2 separate regions of the Mus musculus genome follow, and region 1 is linked to region 2. The links are chromatin contacts, called in public HiCAR-type maps. All regions are on one chromosome and are shown on one strand. The core of a region is the stretch at or near the end of the contact, and the rest is flanking DNA. Distances in the headings are between cores, read along the strand shown.

Evidence for each region. HiCAR-type assays count read pairs that join an accessible place to other places.
Region 1: a HiCAR-type map of Th17 cells shows a contact between it and region 2, with 3 times the contacts expected there. The contact joins two enhancer-like sites. A contact is called at or near these places in 2 of 15 datasets of contacts at CTCF or cohesin (CD8 T cells and the NIH/3T3 cell line), 6 of 484 Hi-C or Micro-C datasets (CD8 T cells, CD8 central memory T cells, embryonic fibroblasts and 3 more), 3 of 115 datasets of contacts at active chromatin or transcription factors (CD8 T cells, the SCID.adh cell line and Th17 cells) and 2 of 9 other capture datasets (adipose tissue and liver).

What each region holds. Positions count from the first base shown.
Region 1 is chr15:66,775,999-66,780,846 of GRCm38.p6, reverse strand. All of the region lies in intron 41 of Tg (thyroglobulin), which reads right to left. Sla (src-like adaptor) reads left to right here. Exons shown (of 9, transcript NM_009192.3): 9 at 1-28. Among named protein-coding and RNA genes, the nearest start is that of Sla, 53 kb to the left of the region's middle. Within about 2 kb of position 2,001, at least 9 of the 459 cell types and tissues checked have an H3K27ac peak or open chromatin away from gene starts, as enhancers often do. A contact at or near this core is called in Th17 cells, where this site is marked.
Region 2 is chr15:66,699,603-66,704,042 of GRCm38.p6, reverse strand. All of the region lies in intron 20 of Tg (thyroglobulin), which reads right to left. Among named protein-coding and RNA genes, the nearest start is that of Tg, 31 kb to the right of the region's middle. Within about 2 kb of position 3,177, at least 9 of the 459 cell types and tissues checked have an H3K27ac peak or open chromatin away from gene starts, as enhancers often do. A contact at or near this core is called in Th17 cells, where this site is marked.

The DNA.
Region 1 (4,848 bases), core at 752-3,251, 78 kb before region 2:
TTGAGAATCATGAATATGCCTCTCAGGAGTATAAAGTTGTTGGTTTTCAATGAAGAGGTCAACTGGAAGGACACACACAAAGGTCAGCAAGAGATACTGTTCTGACTCAGGGTCCCCATCTCACTTCCTGTGAGTAGAGAGAGAAGGGATCAAGAGGGAGCATGGATTTCTTGAGATCATCATGATAACTATCTTCCTATTATTTCTGGTATTTGAGCTACTCAGTCTCCTGAGAATTTCTTTCCACAAATGTTATCTGGACACCTGTTCATCTTAACCACTGAGGCTTGTGGCTGTGGAGGTCTCCAATGTCACAGATGGAGGAGGATGCCATTAACAAAGATCCACTTTCTGAGGAAGAGAGGGATGTGTAAAATAGGGGCTTTTGTGCAGCTGCGACTCTTTACATGGGTGCCGAGGCAGGAGCAGCAGATAGCTACACAAAGATTTAGGAAGCACAGTCCAGGCCACAGGTCAGCGGGCAGGTCCTGTAGGCCTGAGCAAGTCAGCCTCCAAGAGATCAAAGAGCGGAATGGCTGAACCTGAGGGTCTTCAGCAATAGAAGCATCATCCAGAGGGCGGAGTCTGTAAGCCCTGAAGAGGTGGAGCTAAGCTTGGATGTGGGAGAAAAGCAGCTTGGGAAGGATGAATGTAGAAGAGTGATAACTGTTTACTAGGTTGTGGACGCTAGGTGGAAGTTGAATGTTGGAAATTCCAGCATCAAATTGAGACATAGTTCTAAGGGTGTATAGCTTAAAAATAAAGAAGGTCCCCAAGAAAGGGCACACTTTGTCCAGGCCCAGGCCCACACTCTACTTGGAAGGGAGGCTGTGGAAGGTGTATCCCTGTGTAGAAGAAATTCTGTGGAGGGAGACACAGGTGCATTTATGAGACATTCTCTATCATGGGATTCAGGTGATCTTGATGAACGTGCGGAAATATTTTCATGGAGAGAAATGAATGCAAGGGAAATTTTTGCTACATGTTGAAGCAGAAGGAAATGTAAGATGAGAATCAATTACATGATACTACAGGAAAAGCAGTCTAGGGAGAAGGGAGACAGCTTACATTCTGAAAATGACACTTTTTTTTTTGCACTATTTCAAACAACCATTAAAGGTGCATTGTGGCCACCTTGAAAGAGGTTGAGAAAAAATTCCATGAATCTAAATTCTTAAAGGATTCTTGAGTAAATAGAAACACTGTCCAGAAAATGGAGAGCTTGGAGAGAACAGCACTGTCTCCATTCCAAAATGTATGAGGCACTGCCGATAAGACAGCAAGAGGGGATCTTATTGCCTCAGTACAGAATGATGTCTCAGAAACAAAGACAGAGACACAATGAACTCAGCTGGGTGCTGGAGAGCTAAGAGAAGATGACAGTTCACATCAAGCACAGTAAAGCACAGAACCAGTGTCAGAAAAGTACTTTTAAGTATAGGCATAATGTAGATTTTATAGAGAAATTTAATAGGTAACACGTAATGAAGGAGATGAATATGCAAAGCCTTACCAACCCAATCAAAAAAGATGGAGAAAAAAGATGAGTCCAGTGAGTCTTGAGGGTGAGAAGAGATCTACTAAGGACCTTTAGCACAAGTTGTGGATCAATAGGGTCCTTCCTTCCTCTCCATCCTTCTGATACCTTCACCCTCCACTACTCAAACTCAGCCCTACTGAAGAGGATTAGTTCATGTTGGGGTGGTAGAGAAGCTTCTACAAGAAACCAGTGCCCTGGGTATAATACAGAAACTGTCCTGTTAAGGTTTCTATTACTGTGAAAAGATACCATGACCATGGCAACTCTTAAAAATGGAAACATTTAAATGGGGCTAGATTACAGTTCAGAAATTTGTTGTTTATCATCACAGTGGGAATCATGGCAGCATGCAAGCAGACATGGTATTGGCGAGGAACTGAGAATTCTATATCTAGAACCACAGGCAGAAGGAAGAATGAGCGTTGGCTCACTTCTGAAACCTCAAAACCAACCCTCAGTGACACACTTTCTCCAAAAATGCTGTATCTTCTCCAACAAAGCTACACCTCCTAGTCCTGTCAAACAATGCTACTTCCTGTGAACTTATCGGAGGAGTTTTCATTCAAACTATCACAGGCACTCAGCTTCTCATCTTATGAAATGCTCTGTAATTAGAAGGTATTGGCTCTATCCTCTGAGCTGCTTTGGTGCTGGGTCTCTAAGTCACTCCATCTGAGGCTGCTCCAGCAGTATAGAACGAAGCTAGTTCATGTACCCAGCAGACAAGACATTCAAATTAACGCTAGAGGTAGGAAACTTTCTGAATCAGCTTGTTTCTGAACACAAGTATCAACCAACTGGAAAACACCATAAAAACTAATATGCCATTCACACCAACCAAATTATGGCATGCTAAGGGTCTCAACTCATGATTACAAAGACTTCCATGGAAAAACTATCTAAAACTCTATGAAACAATCCAAGGACACTCAAATATTGTATTCACCATTCTGTTATCAGCTTAATTCATGGACCAAGACTAGACATTATAATGACATAGACCTACCCATAAAATCAATAGATTAAAAATTCTGTGAAGTTATACTCAAATTCCCAGGAGAATTATTAGAAAAACATCAATAAAGTCATTATAAAATCTGTACAGAAATATTTGTGCTCAAGACTGGCCAGAACAATTTAGAAGGAGACGAGCTAGAGGAGAACACTCCCACTATGTTACAGGCATCAATCATAGGCAACAGTTTGTGAGACCATGTCAGAATTCTCTCACCCTCCTGGGTATTGGCTGTGGATTACAAACCAGAGGCAATGCTGAGTGCTAAGAACCTGATAAGATAATTAAAATCCTGAAAGAATGGCTATATTTGGATATGGTAGAATGAGAATCACTCTTGTTAGGCGAATAACAATGTAAAGTCAGGCAGGAGGCTGAAGAGATGGCTCAGTGGTTAGGAACAGTGGGTGCTCTTCCAAAGAACCTGGGGTCCATTTTCAACCCTTATGCCCTGGCTCACAGTCATCTGTAACTCTAATTCTAGGTGTTCCAATACCCTCTCTGACCTCTGCAGGCACCATGCACATAGGCAAAATACCCATATACATAAAACAGTAATTTTTTAAAAAATCAGGCAGAATTCCTCAAAGCCGATAACTATGTTATCTTGTTGCTAGTGGAAACTTCTCCCTACACTGGGGGAATGGGCAAGGCTCGGAGCCTTGGGAAAGAGATTTCCAGGGACCTAACATACACTGTCCACTGAGGATAAATATGCCCAGAGGGGTGTCTGATCTTTTGATTAGTCCATGATGCCATCTACAAAGATTCTGGGCCATTTCCATAGCTATCCTGGGACATATATAGCCTATAGGCTTGAGATTTGGCACCGCAGGGCACTTTCCAGGGTTTGTGATGGCCATGGTCACATGGGAATGGAGCAGGGAAGGATGGGTACAGATTCAGCTGAATTCCAGAGGCTGCAGCTGACCGGGAGAACAACAGACAGTTCTGGGTTAACAGCCTTGACTCTCCCTGGAAAGCTGGCCTAACTCAGCTCTGTCAGATGTGTTGCTATGCCAAGCTAATTTCTTTTTGAACCTGGCCCAGGGCAGATACGCTATCCTGGGACTTTTTCAATTGAAGACGTGGATTCCTTTGGAATTGGAGGTAGTAAGAGGCTCAAATTTCTAGCATGGATAGCAGCTTCGAAGCCTTAGCCACATCAGTTTCTTAATGTATTGGGCAGTAGAATTAAATATACTAATTTTATGCTAAAAAATTCTAGGTGAAGGGTTTTGCCAAAGGATCATTATCTAGGCTTACCTAGTCATAGTTTGACCACTTTTAAAGTACATCTTGTTTGTTTGTTTTTTTGCTTTTGAGACATCTTTTTACTGTGTAGCCTGCTTATCCTGGAACTCACTCTGTATACCAGGCTGGCCTCAAACTCACAGAGATCCACCTGCGTCTGCCTCCCGAGTGCTGGGGTTAAAGGCGTGTACGACCTCATTAAGAGAGAACTCTGTCACCGGAAGAGCAGCTTCATAATGAGGAACAACAGGTGACCTGGACTTAGGTCTTGATCCCTCATGAAGTCTCTTCTCTGCTACGTGTACTTTGTTAAGTTGGTGAAATTCTCTAAGCCTCACATTTCTCATCTCAAGCTAGAAAGCAAAATAAAGAGCCTGTGCCAGTCAGTGGGAAGCATCTGATATAAGATAATGAAAATTTTGCCAAGTACAGGACACTAAATATAGCTTATTAATTACCAGCACAGCAGCTTCTCTGGATGATTGTGTCAACAGTCCCCAAACCAGGGTTCACAGAGAGCACTAGATCTTAGGCATAAGCCAGCAGCTTCCACCCTTTCCCCAGACATCGGTTGGTAAAGAACACTGCAAGAGCCATGAATGTATTGAAGCATTTCTATTTGCTCAGTTCCAAATAAGCTCACCCGATCCCAAGGACTTCTGGGAGTGGTTGTAAAAGCTGCTTCCAAATGTGTAAAGCAGACGGAGGGGTTATTTTTAAATGCACTGCCATTTGTTTCTGACATTCCTCAAACACTTAAAACTCCACAAAGAAAAGTCTGCCTTCTGGACCCAGTGAAGGTATTTAAGCATCTCTAGGTCCTAAAAGGGGTCTGGTTGCTAACAGGGGCTGAGAGGAATACCTCCAGGATCAGCCTAGAGCACAAAAGACTGAGTTTAACACTAAGAACTGGAAGATCCTCATGCTCCAAGCTCTCATCACTTGGATCTACTTCAAAATGGAACCAAGCTGCAAGAAGCATAAGAAAGCATATGCCAGGAAGAATGTGGCACACTGGGATCCCTGGGTCCCTGAGAAC
Region 2 (4,440 bases), core at 1,928-4,427:
CCTCCCAAGTGCTGGGATTAAAGGCATGCACCACCACTGCCCTGCTGGATGTCAGCATCTTACTGTTACACTGCTGATCTGCTGGTATCAAGTGCTTTCTGTTGCTCTAACATCTTCAGTCCCTTCTAATTTCTCTTGTTGATTGTGGCTACAAGGAAGGACTTCACTAAAAGTAAAAATAATAGGTATTTACTGGGTATACACGTTAATTGGGCAGTGGGATTCTAGGAAACCAGAATTCCAACTACAAAGATATATATCTTACAAGGTATTAAAATTAAAGCCCTCAGGAGATCCATTGTAGAGCAATGCATGAATTGGTCACCCTGACTCTGTTGGCTCTGAAAAACATAGAGGATCTATTCCCTTTCCCTTCTTAGTCACGGTTGTAGTCATAATAATTTGTCAAATAATTTCAACAACTGAGTTTTACCCTATAAAATGGGAGATCCTTATACAAACTAACTTTACCTTCATTGTTTGGGATTGAAGCTATGCAGTAAAGACATGTAGGCATTCAAGCCAGATCACACAGCCTAGACCTTTGGATGTGGTCCCTTGCCAGAGTAGCAAAATTGGTGGACTTAAATTCCTCTATGATTACCACTAAGAATGAGTATCTATTCCCATCTTACTGGTGAGAAGGTTGGGCCTGGAGTGCTCAGCCATCACTTGCTACAGCACTCTCCTGGAAGGGGAGAGGGTGAAATTATGACATGTGGCAGGCACAGCACCAGCTGTTTTCATGTGTTGTCTCACAGCCCTATGAGAAGGGCATCTTTTCTGACTTAGCAGCAAGATAAAAAAAAGTCACCACAGCAAGGTGGAACACAGTGAGATGGAGCCAATGCTCTGGGAGTTACTATCCTTGGTCTGCATGCATTCTTGCTATCTCAGAGTAAATCAGAAACTCAGCCACATCTTGGAAACTGTGTAGTACTTTCCAGTCTACGCTATCAGTGAGTATCCTTCTCTGAGCACCAGTTCCACTACTTCTTTGAGTCAGATTGATAATGATTGGTTGGGACAATTTTTTTTTTCAAGTAAGTATCTGTAAATTTGGGGCCAAAGGAAACTAATGCTTCCTGGCCAATGTAATCGGCTCTGCTATCTTTATTCAGAGTCCCGATGAAGACAGGAAAGTGAGACCTGGAGAGATGCTATCAAACCACAGGCTCCTGTCAGTCTGAGAAGTTACGCATGCTCCTTCACCACTGTGACTGCCCCTGATGTAAAGAGATTTTCCATCTAAAGGGTACTTTTGTAGATTATAATGAGGCAGCACCTTGATGACCATCATCCTTTCCTGAGCACGTGGCTCCTCTCAAGACCAGAAAGTGTACGTGTTCCACGGCCCCTGCATGCTCACTTTCACCTTCCAATCCACCAGCCAGAATTACTAATAGCTGTGACAAGTGCCTCCTCTATTTAATACAAGAGTTGATCATTTGAGTTTAGAGCTTTCAAGGCTTTGAGTTTTGTTGTTCTTCCCGCCAATCTTTCTTTCAACCCCAGCAGTGACAGGTCATACTTTTGCAAAGAGGAAAAGTATCTTTGGGAGACATCAGAATACTTCACCTTTTAAGAAGTTCATATAAGTCCTGTCAAGTCTTTCTGGTTCTGTCACTCTCCAGCTCAAAATTCTTCTGTGGTGCTCTGTTGATGGTTCAAACTTGTGTCTATACTTCTCAGAATCCTATCTTTCTTGATGGGTCACCTCCTGCCATGTTCCCCTACAGACTCTATTCAGCAATAGAAATCATGGCATTGTCTCATAAAGCCAGTGGGCTTTTACACTCATTGCTTTTTTACTATTCCATCCAGTTTCTGCAATAGCCTTCATTTTGGTGCTCCTAACACATAAATGCACACACACACACACACACACACACACAGAGAGAGAGAGAGAGAGAGAGAGAGAGAGAGAGAGACAGAGACAGAGACAGAGAGACAGAGAGACAGAGAGACAGAGAGACAGAGAGACAGAGACAGACAGAGACAGACAGAGACAGACAGAGAGAAAAAGACAGAGACAGAGAGCCTGATCCCATCTGCCTATCTTAACACCAATTCCTGCTCACTTTTTCAGACCCCACACAGCACCTGCTGCACTAACATGTATCTCTGCCTGCCTTAAACAGCACTTTATACCACAGTCCTATGGTCCAGTCATGTGTGGTACCATGAAAATTTTTGCTGCTCTGCACTTGTGGTATGGGGTTTGTACATAACTAGATTTTTAAAGCTTAGGTGGGTGGATGACAGATGAATGAAAAGGGGTAAGGGAGGAAAGGATGAAGGGAAAGACATGACATATCTGCCAGATAAGAAAGTCCACAGGGAACGAGTTCTATTATGAGAATTTGTAGAGAGGGGGAAAATGAACTTATTGTAGGTAAGTGGAAATTAATGTCAGACCGAGGAAAAATGAAAAATCTTGACAATCTTTCTGTAATCCCTTCTAATGGAAGCTTCCAGCAGGGAATTCCACAGGAGCCACAAAATATAGAGAGACAAGAGAGTGAACAGACATGTCCTGAGAAAACCACAGCAAAGCTTCTTCTCCTGTTATCCCTAGCAGCACCAGTTCCCAGGGTCAGAATGACCATGTCCATACAATTTACAAGAAAGGGAAGCTCCTCTCACCCAAGCCACTGCACAACCAAGAATCACTTACATCAGACCTCAGAGATGACAGAGAAAAAAACCTGCTTCATCTCCCCAGGACAATGTTCTGCCTTGTAGCTCCACAGCTTTCACAGCTGTGTTCCAGATGTGTTTTAGAAGGAGAAAAGCCAAGAAGGAGAAGCCTGAATCTTAGATGGTATGATTTCACTAGCACTCCCCTTTTGAGAAGGGAGAGGTGTGATGCACAGGGTGGGACCAAAGCTCTGGAAGCAGATAGAGCCAAGATCACATGTCTGCACTGCCAACTAAAATCAGGGGTACTCACTGAGGGTTGGTCACAGGCAGAGCGGTGTACTCTACATCGTGGAGTTCAGGATTTTTAGGGGAGGACAAATGACCTCCGTGGTTCCAGGGACAAAAAGCTGCTGGTGCCAGGACTCAAGTCCAGGCACGTCTGATTCTAAAGGCCATGTCCTAAGTGTATATAGAGCTGTATGCCTCAGCTTCCAAAGCTTGCTCACAGGAGGGAGTGGGGGAAACACCCAGCTCTACAGAAACGTCAGCAAGTTTCCATACATACAAGAAATTCACTGGGGCTTCTCAGACATAATCACAGACGCACAGATACTGCAGAAAACCCAAGTCTTTTCGTGCAGCCTTTGTAAATTCATTCTGGGTCTTTCAGTCTGAAGAAAGTTGGAAGCTTAGATGGTGGGGTGGGAAATCCTTTGTGACAAGGGAAGGAGGCACAGCCATCGAGAGATAGAATATAGACAGAGCTGAAGTGAAGCTGCTCAACTGCAGAATGTAGAGCAAATGAGGCTGGCCTTCTGCTTCAGTAGATCCATGGTTATTAGAATTGAATCACATTGTACTCTCCACAGTGACTAAATTCAACTATTGAGACCTGGCTGAATGTCCCAGAAAGCCACAAGTTCTGGACCTTTACAGAAAAGGGCTGTAAGAAAGCATAGGGCAAAGCCTGATCTTAGACCTCTTCCCCAGGCACCATTCTGGATTTTTCAAGAGGGCTTGCTGAAGCCCTTCTTACTCTGATATCAGGTCCTCACATGATCCACACAGAGTTTTTCCTTTAGGCAAAGCCATCCTATCTAACCCCCAATCTCCTGGTGATAGGAGCTTAGAGTCACTATTGACTAAGCACTCCAGAAGAAACTTGCAATTGGATTCTCAGTTTCCCTCATATATATATATCCACACACCAACTCGATGGTGTTCATCCAGGTAGCTAAGGACACTGCATAGTCAAATCTGAGAACCCCGTGGCTGGCATGTATGAGATGCCCTCTCTGGGACTCCATTTAGCAGATGCCACCATCCACTCTTTCTCTCACTTCTCATCTTCCTGTCTGGGTAGCTCTAAGTAGATGGAAAGACAAAATACGCGTTCTGTCCCAAGACAAGCTACAATTCCTCACCCATTGATACTGGATATGGTGACTTCAAGCCCCTTTTGGGAAGCAGCTTGTTCAAGCTGTACAAGTCCATTTAACAGATCCTCTATTTCTGACTGTCTGGTGGGGAAAGGCCCTGCCATCAGGGCGTCCTGTGAAATAGATACTTGCAAACTCACAATGTAGAGTGTAATATCTGCAGTAAATACCAATTGGGAGTGGCAATGCTTCTGTACTCTGTGCTGGGATTAGGATGTAGCTCAAATTCACTTGGCAGGGATTTTAGAAAGTCTAGCTTTGTCTTGCAACTAATATAACTAGGAGGGAAATAACAGAAAGCATTCTCTTCTCAGCTCAATAAAAACTCTCCAATTCACTCCATGTAGGAGGTAAGCTT